2 separate regions of the Zea mays genome follow, and region 1 is linked to region 2. The links are chromatin contacts, called in public Hi-C maps. All regions are on one chromosome and are shown on one strand. The core of a region is the stretch at or near the end of the contact, and the rest is flanking DNA. Distances in the headings are between cores, read along the strand shown. Region 1 has its middle 13 kb from the start of LOC118476941. Region 2 holds the start of LOC100273623 (putative SPRY-domain family protein).

Region 1 (2,700 bases), core at 146-2,645, 620 kb after region 2:
TGGAAAAGTTAATCTAGTAGACATGGGATAAATAACTATCTAACTATAAAAGTATGCGACATGGTTTAATTAATGTTGTTACTGCGTAGTAAATATTTATACGAAGCTAACGCAACTTGAACGGGTCAAATCAGATTTTCGAAGTTTTAAGTGTTGGATTAAAAGAAACTAAGTGCATAATTTCTAATCAATGTTTCATGACAAACAAGATGATAAACAATATTAAAACAAAATTATTGTAACTGGAATGGATCAATTTGGGGCTAAAATAAATTAAATATGAATTATACAAGTTTCTGGATTTATTTTTGTATTAAAAATCAATTTCTAAATTTAATTAATTGATTTCTCTGAGCTTTGGACTGGGCGCCAATTTCCAGGGAATTCAAGGGCTAAATCAGAAGATCTCCCAGACATGGTGAACACCGCGCAGGATGGCAGGTTATTTCCCTAAAACTTCATGGGTTTATTTGCAAATTAGGCTTGGTGAAGGGGTAAGATCCATTGTGAGCCGCCCGATCGCGAATCAAGGGTTTGGATTAGAAGCCCCCACATTCGAACCGGTACTCTATCGTGACTCTTGGATCCAAAATCGACAGCGCGACTGATAATCAACCGAGATCATGTCGGCTCCACTCGATTCCGATCTAAGGGCTATGGTTGATCGCATTGAAGCGGTACGTAACCGACAGATCACAGTTGTCCGATTACGTATCTACGGACCAGATCGTCCCTACGAGTGGTTATTCCCAAACCAATCTAGACCGTCCCCGCATGAATCAAGGCCCCACGACGATTCTTCCTAACCGAGATGCGTGGGTGCCTGGGCCCCGCCTTACACTATGGTGAGCTCGCCAGTGCTACGATGAACGACTCCCTAGAATCCCCACCGTCGAGCCAACCCGGACCATCCGAATTCAAGGGAACAACAGGCATAGGGGAGAACGATCTAGAGGGTCGCTGGCAGGGGGAGAAAGAGTACCAGCCACCCCGTGAGATAAGTCTGCGGCGGTGCTGCCTAGTTATGGTGGCGCCCGATCGGTGAGTGCTACAAGGGCCCCGATGCCCACAACCTAGCGCAACTAGTCAGAATATGAGGGGTAGAAGCTGGCGAGGTCGCATGGATGACTTACCCCAATCCTCAACGAGGCAATTCCCAGAAGTCGCCGCGCCACCCTAGACCGCGGCGGTTCTTCCTCGGCGTATGCAGAACGGCGGCTAGGGTCTTGCCTTTCTGGTAGTCACGGAGGGGGCAGGGTTTGGCACCAATGTAGGCCTCCCAGCGGAGGGCCTGGGTGTGGCGCGAAGCGCGATGAAAGGCTCAGCCAGGTTGTTGCCGGGTAGCTCAAGGAGGAATTCCAGGCAAGGCGGGATCCGTGCAGCATTGTGGAGACTGGCGGACTGGGCCCACCGTTCAGCCGCACAGTCATGCCCCAAGGAGCAGCGCACGATCACCGATCACGGTTTGGGCCGCGCAAAACGGAAATGAGCCCAGAACCGGTTTTAATCATTTTCGTTTTGTTTCTCTCTCTCCCTTTCAAAGCTTGGTATTGTATTCAAGTTTGTTGATAGGTTTCATGCTTAGTTGAAATGTTCAAATTTACATACCAGTGTGAACTGGGCCTTTATTTATTTTTATATACTTCCTTCATGTTTATACAGTCTTTCCTTTGTTCTTTTTATCATTGGTTTCTGTTTTGTCTTCTAAGTGGTAAGTTTGGTCTTATAATCCAATTCAGGCACTACTATATTATTAATATTATTATTAGTATTTATAAATGCACAACACATAAATTCCAACATGATGCATAGGGTATTTTATTGATTACTTGTTCTCTTAAATATGATTACTCCCATGGTCTATTATGTAGATGACAAATCACATAATAATATCAACCCCTTTTCTTATTATTCACAAATTGGGTATTACAGTCCCCCACCACAAACTCCAGCCCCAGCTACTGGTGCAATAGTGTTCTCTAGGGGCGGACCTACGTTATTAGGAGCGGGGGCACATGCCCCCACTCAATTTCGTTGTTTTAGTGGACATTCTGTCTTATTCACTATATCTACAAAGTTTTAGTAGTCACTATACATTCATTTAGGCCCCTACTCATATATTGGGCCCCCATTCAACCATTGGGCTGGGTCCGCCCCTGGTGTTCTCTCTTGTGGAGGACGACAATGATAGAGATGTTGACGCATCGCTGCGACGACGCCTCGCACGTAATCGACAAGATATGTGAGGTAATGGTAGACGTCGTCATTATAATCATGAAATATATAATGATCCATATGCTAAGATTAAGTTCTCCATTCCACCGTTCATTGGTTCTTGTGATGATGAAGCTTACTTAGGCTGGGAGATGACTGTAGAACAAAAAATTAATTCCCATCTTGTTCCTGAGCAATATAGGGTTAGACAAGCCACTAGTGAATTTAAAGACTTTGCTATCATTTGGTGGAATGAACTTGTTAACACACGCGCTGCACCTCATACTTGGAATGCGTTAAAAGAGGAGATGCGAGCTCACTTTGTTCCCCTTCTTATAGACATGATCTTCGAAAAAATTGTAACGATTAGATCAGAGAGACATATCTGTGCAGGAATACTACCAAGAGCTTCAGAAAGGTATGCTGCGATCTGGGGTAGTTGAGGATTCAGAGGATCAAATTGTTAGGTTTTATGGGGAACTAAGG
Region 2 (2,895 bases), core at 315-2,814:
ACTCTTCACCCTGACTATGAACTGCAATTGTAGGATATAGTGGGCCTTTAATTTCTTTTGGAATGGCTCCAACCGGAGCTCCATTTTTCCTGCAAGATGCTACATGTAATTAGATTACAGTGCAGCAATACGCCAATACGTTCTTTAATATAGAGGGCATAAGGTGAAATCCTCAAGAGAAAGAAACAAAACTAATAATACATCACATTCCAACCTGAACATAAAGAATGGCATTGGCATGTCGAAACTAGCAAAGCGCCAAAGAGTGGTACCAGGTGCATATACAAAGACTTGGTTCTTTTCCTAAATTCAAGAATTGACATTCTACGGATGTACTGATAAGAATATTTGCAAAGCTAGAAAGATTTATGGCAAAGTGACATACAAATATATTCGCATCCTATGTTCAGCCAAGAAAAAAATGCCCTAGAAGGTTAATAATAGCCAGTCAAACAAGCAAACACTATCAGTTTACTAAGAACTCCCAAACTTACGTGAAGAAGAACTCCTGTGACAAGTAGTTGATGCCAGCGCCAATTATGTCACCAGATGTGAATTTTGGCCCAAACGGTTCGCCTTTCCCTAGACCCCGGTAAAGGTGGCCGTCGTCACCATGGTATCCACAACTGTTTGACTCCCAACTGGAAAGAACAAAGGACACAAAGGATAAATTTGAGAGAGAGAAAATCAAGTAAGCCACATAAACACTAGCATTTGCAATATGAGGTCAGCTCAAATGTAAAGTAAAGAGGAGAAATCTAGTTAACCAGCAGAAATTCCATAAATCAGAAATAGTCTGGCAGTCTGCGAGAACCAACCTCTTCAATACAGTTAGAAATTTAGCTATAGCATGAAAAACACCTTATGACCTTAACGACAAATAGCCAATCATGATCACATAACTAACATTTGAAGATTTCTGGAACAAATTGTGCACAAATTTATACAAGTGATGCAATTATTGGAAATTACATCCTAAGCTTTCATGATAAATGACAAAACAGAAAATGCAAATCATATATAATCAGAAAAAATAGGGCAGCAATACAAGGGTCCTCACCCCGGTTGTCGCCTCATCTTGAAGCTCTCGCTCGTGAACCCTATGGATGTCTGCCCCTTGTATCCCGCGTTCCTGACGGCCATCTCGAAGTAGTACACGGCCCGGCGCGTGGGAGCGGGGCGGTCGGCCTGCACGACACCGACGTCGTGGCCGTGGTGATGGCTGCCGAGGTATTTCACGGACAACTTGTCCGTAGAGACGACGGAGAAGAGTCCCGAACTGTTGACGGTGTTGAGCTCGGACGGCTCCGGCTCAGCCTCCAGCTCCGGCACCGCGCGGTCCCACTCCGTCTGGGACCGCCACCGCGACGCTAGGCGCATCGGGTCCACCGTCGCCCCTGGCCCCGGGGCTGCCGCCGATGCCGCCTCCGCGTCCTGGTTCGTCACCATTCGCCTATCCACCGCCGAGAAGGAAGAAACAGTATATTAAAAAGAAGCGGAAAATTCACCGAAATTAGGGAAAACGAACGCCGATCCCGACTAAACCCTAGCACGAAGGAAATCGCGGGAACCAGGATTGGACGGGGGCCGAGCTTACCGAAAGGCCGAACGGGCTGGATCGGTGGTTGCTTGCGGTTGCGGGATGGGGACGAGGTCAGTGTAGGACAAGGATGGAGCCGGTGATGAGTTGGAGAGTACACAGAGAAGCAACTGGGTGGCGTACAGACACGGGTGTGATTTGCAGGTTTTCGTGGGGTTGATTTGGTAAATTGAGGCGTTCTTCTCAGAAGAATGTGTATACGAGAGGTGTTAATGTATCACGATCTAAATAATTTCTCATAATCTATACTACCTATTAAGGCTCTAAGGGGTAGGCTGCCTCTGCTTTGTTCTGCCTTCCGACGATCTCAACCGTCCAATACGCTCTAGAGTCTCTCAGCCGTCCGATGCGCGCACTCTCACCCCCACGCATCGCCCCGCCCCACCCGGTCGTCCAACCGTGCGAGCACCCTAGCTCCTCCCGCCGCCTCCTACCCCCCACGAATCCCACCTCCACGATGGCCGATATGCGACGAGCACGGCATCGACCACACCGGAAAGTACGCCGGCGACTCCGACCTCCAGCTCGAGCGTGCGCTCGTCTACTATCAGGTGCGTTGAAGGATACAATTTGGGGCTGGTTGGATCTCCGCGCCTACACCACCTCCTCTTTTTTCTTGTGATAGTTTGACGGTGCTCTTGGTTGTTGTTGCAGGCTCCGGGCTGGTGGCGTCGCCAGCAAGCGCAAGAAGGCCGCCACGAGCGGCAAGCCCAAGCGACCGCCCTCCGCCTTCTTCGTCTTCATGTGAGTTCTCGCTGCCTCGGTGAGTCATTTACTCAGATCTCTAGATCTATGCTCTAAGATCTTGTACCACCCACTCGCCCGTCCGCGCTGCGCGGCGTAGTCATCCCTGTCCGCATCCGCCTCGCTCCCTCTGCCACAACAAATTTGTACTCCTCCCACTCGATGGCCATGGGTGTGTCCTCCTCCGGCAACCCGTCCCCAAAGGCGCACGAGCATCGGGAGCAGGAGACCCTCGCCTCGTCGCTCTCTCCCTCCCGTTCCTCTGTGCCGCCTTCTCCCACTCCGCCACTAACGCTCTACCGGATGCCCTCACACCACCGTCTGCCTTCTTTTGTCTGCCCAGATCCCCGCAATCGCCTCCCAGTTCTTCGTTCGGCCACGGAGGCGCCGCAATGGAGGGGAGTGTCGTGTGGGTCCAGTTCCTCAGAGGGTTCAACCGCTACTGCGCGCGCATGACGACCTCCCGCTCCCTCGCGTGTACGTCGCTGCCTGCGCTGGCGCGGGGGCGCCCTGTGGCATCTAGCTCCAGTCGGACGAAGGGGGCAGTGACG

Evidence for each region. A called contact is a pair of places that touch in the nucleus more often than the background predicts.
Region 1: a Hi-C map of tassel shows a contact between it and region 2, with 2.3 times the contacts expected there. The contact joins the enhancer-like site here to the promoter of LOC100273623 in region 2. A contact is called at or near these places in 2 of 25 Hi-C or Micro-C datasets (leaf and tassel).

What each region holds. Positions count from the first base shown.
Region 1 is chr4:122,070,221-122,072,920 of Zm-B73-REFERENCE-NAM-5.0, forward strand. No RefSeq gene overlaps it. Among protein-coding and RNA genes, the nearest start is that of LOC118476941, 13 kb to the left of the region's middle. Within about 2 kb of position 1,396, at least 17 of the 20 cell types and tissues checked have an H3K27ac peak or open chromatin away from gene starts, as enhancers often do. A contact at or near this core is called in leaf and tassel, where this site is marked.
Region 2 is chr4:121,453,480-121,456,374 of Zm-B73-REFERENCE-NAM-5.0, forward strand. It overlaps LOC100273623 (putative SPRY-domain family protein), which reads right to left and starts at 1,565. Exons shown (of 10, transcript NM_001148039.1): 1 at 1,061-1,565; 2 at 495-641; 3 at 3-89. The coding sequence starts at 1,449.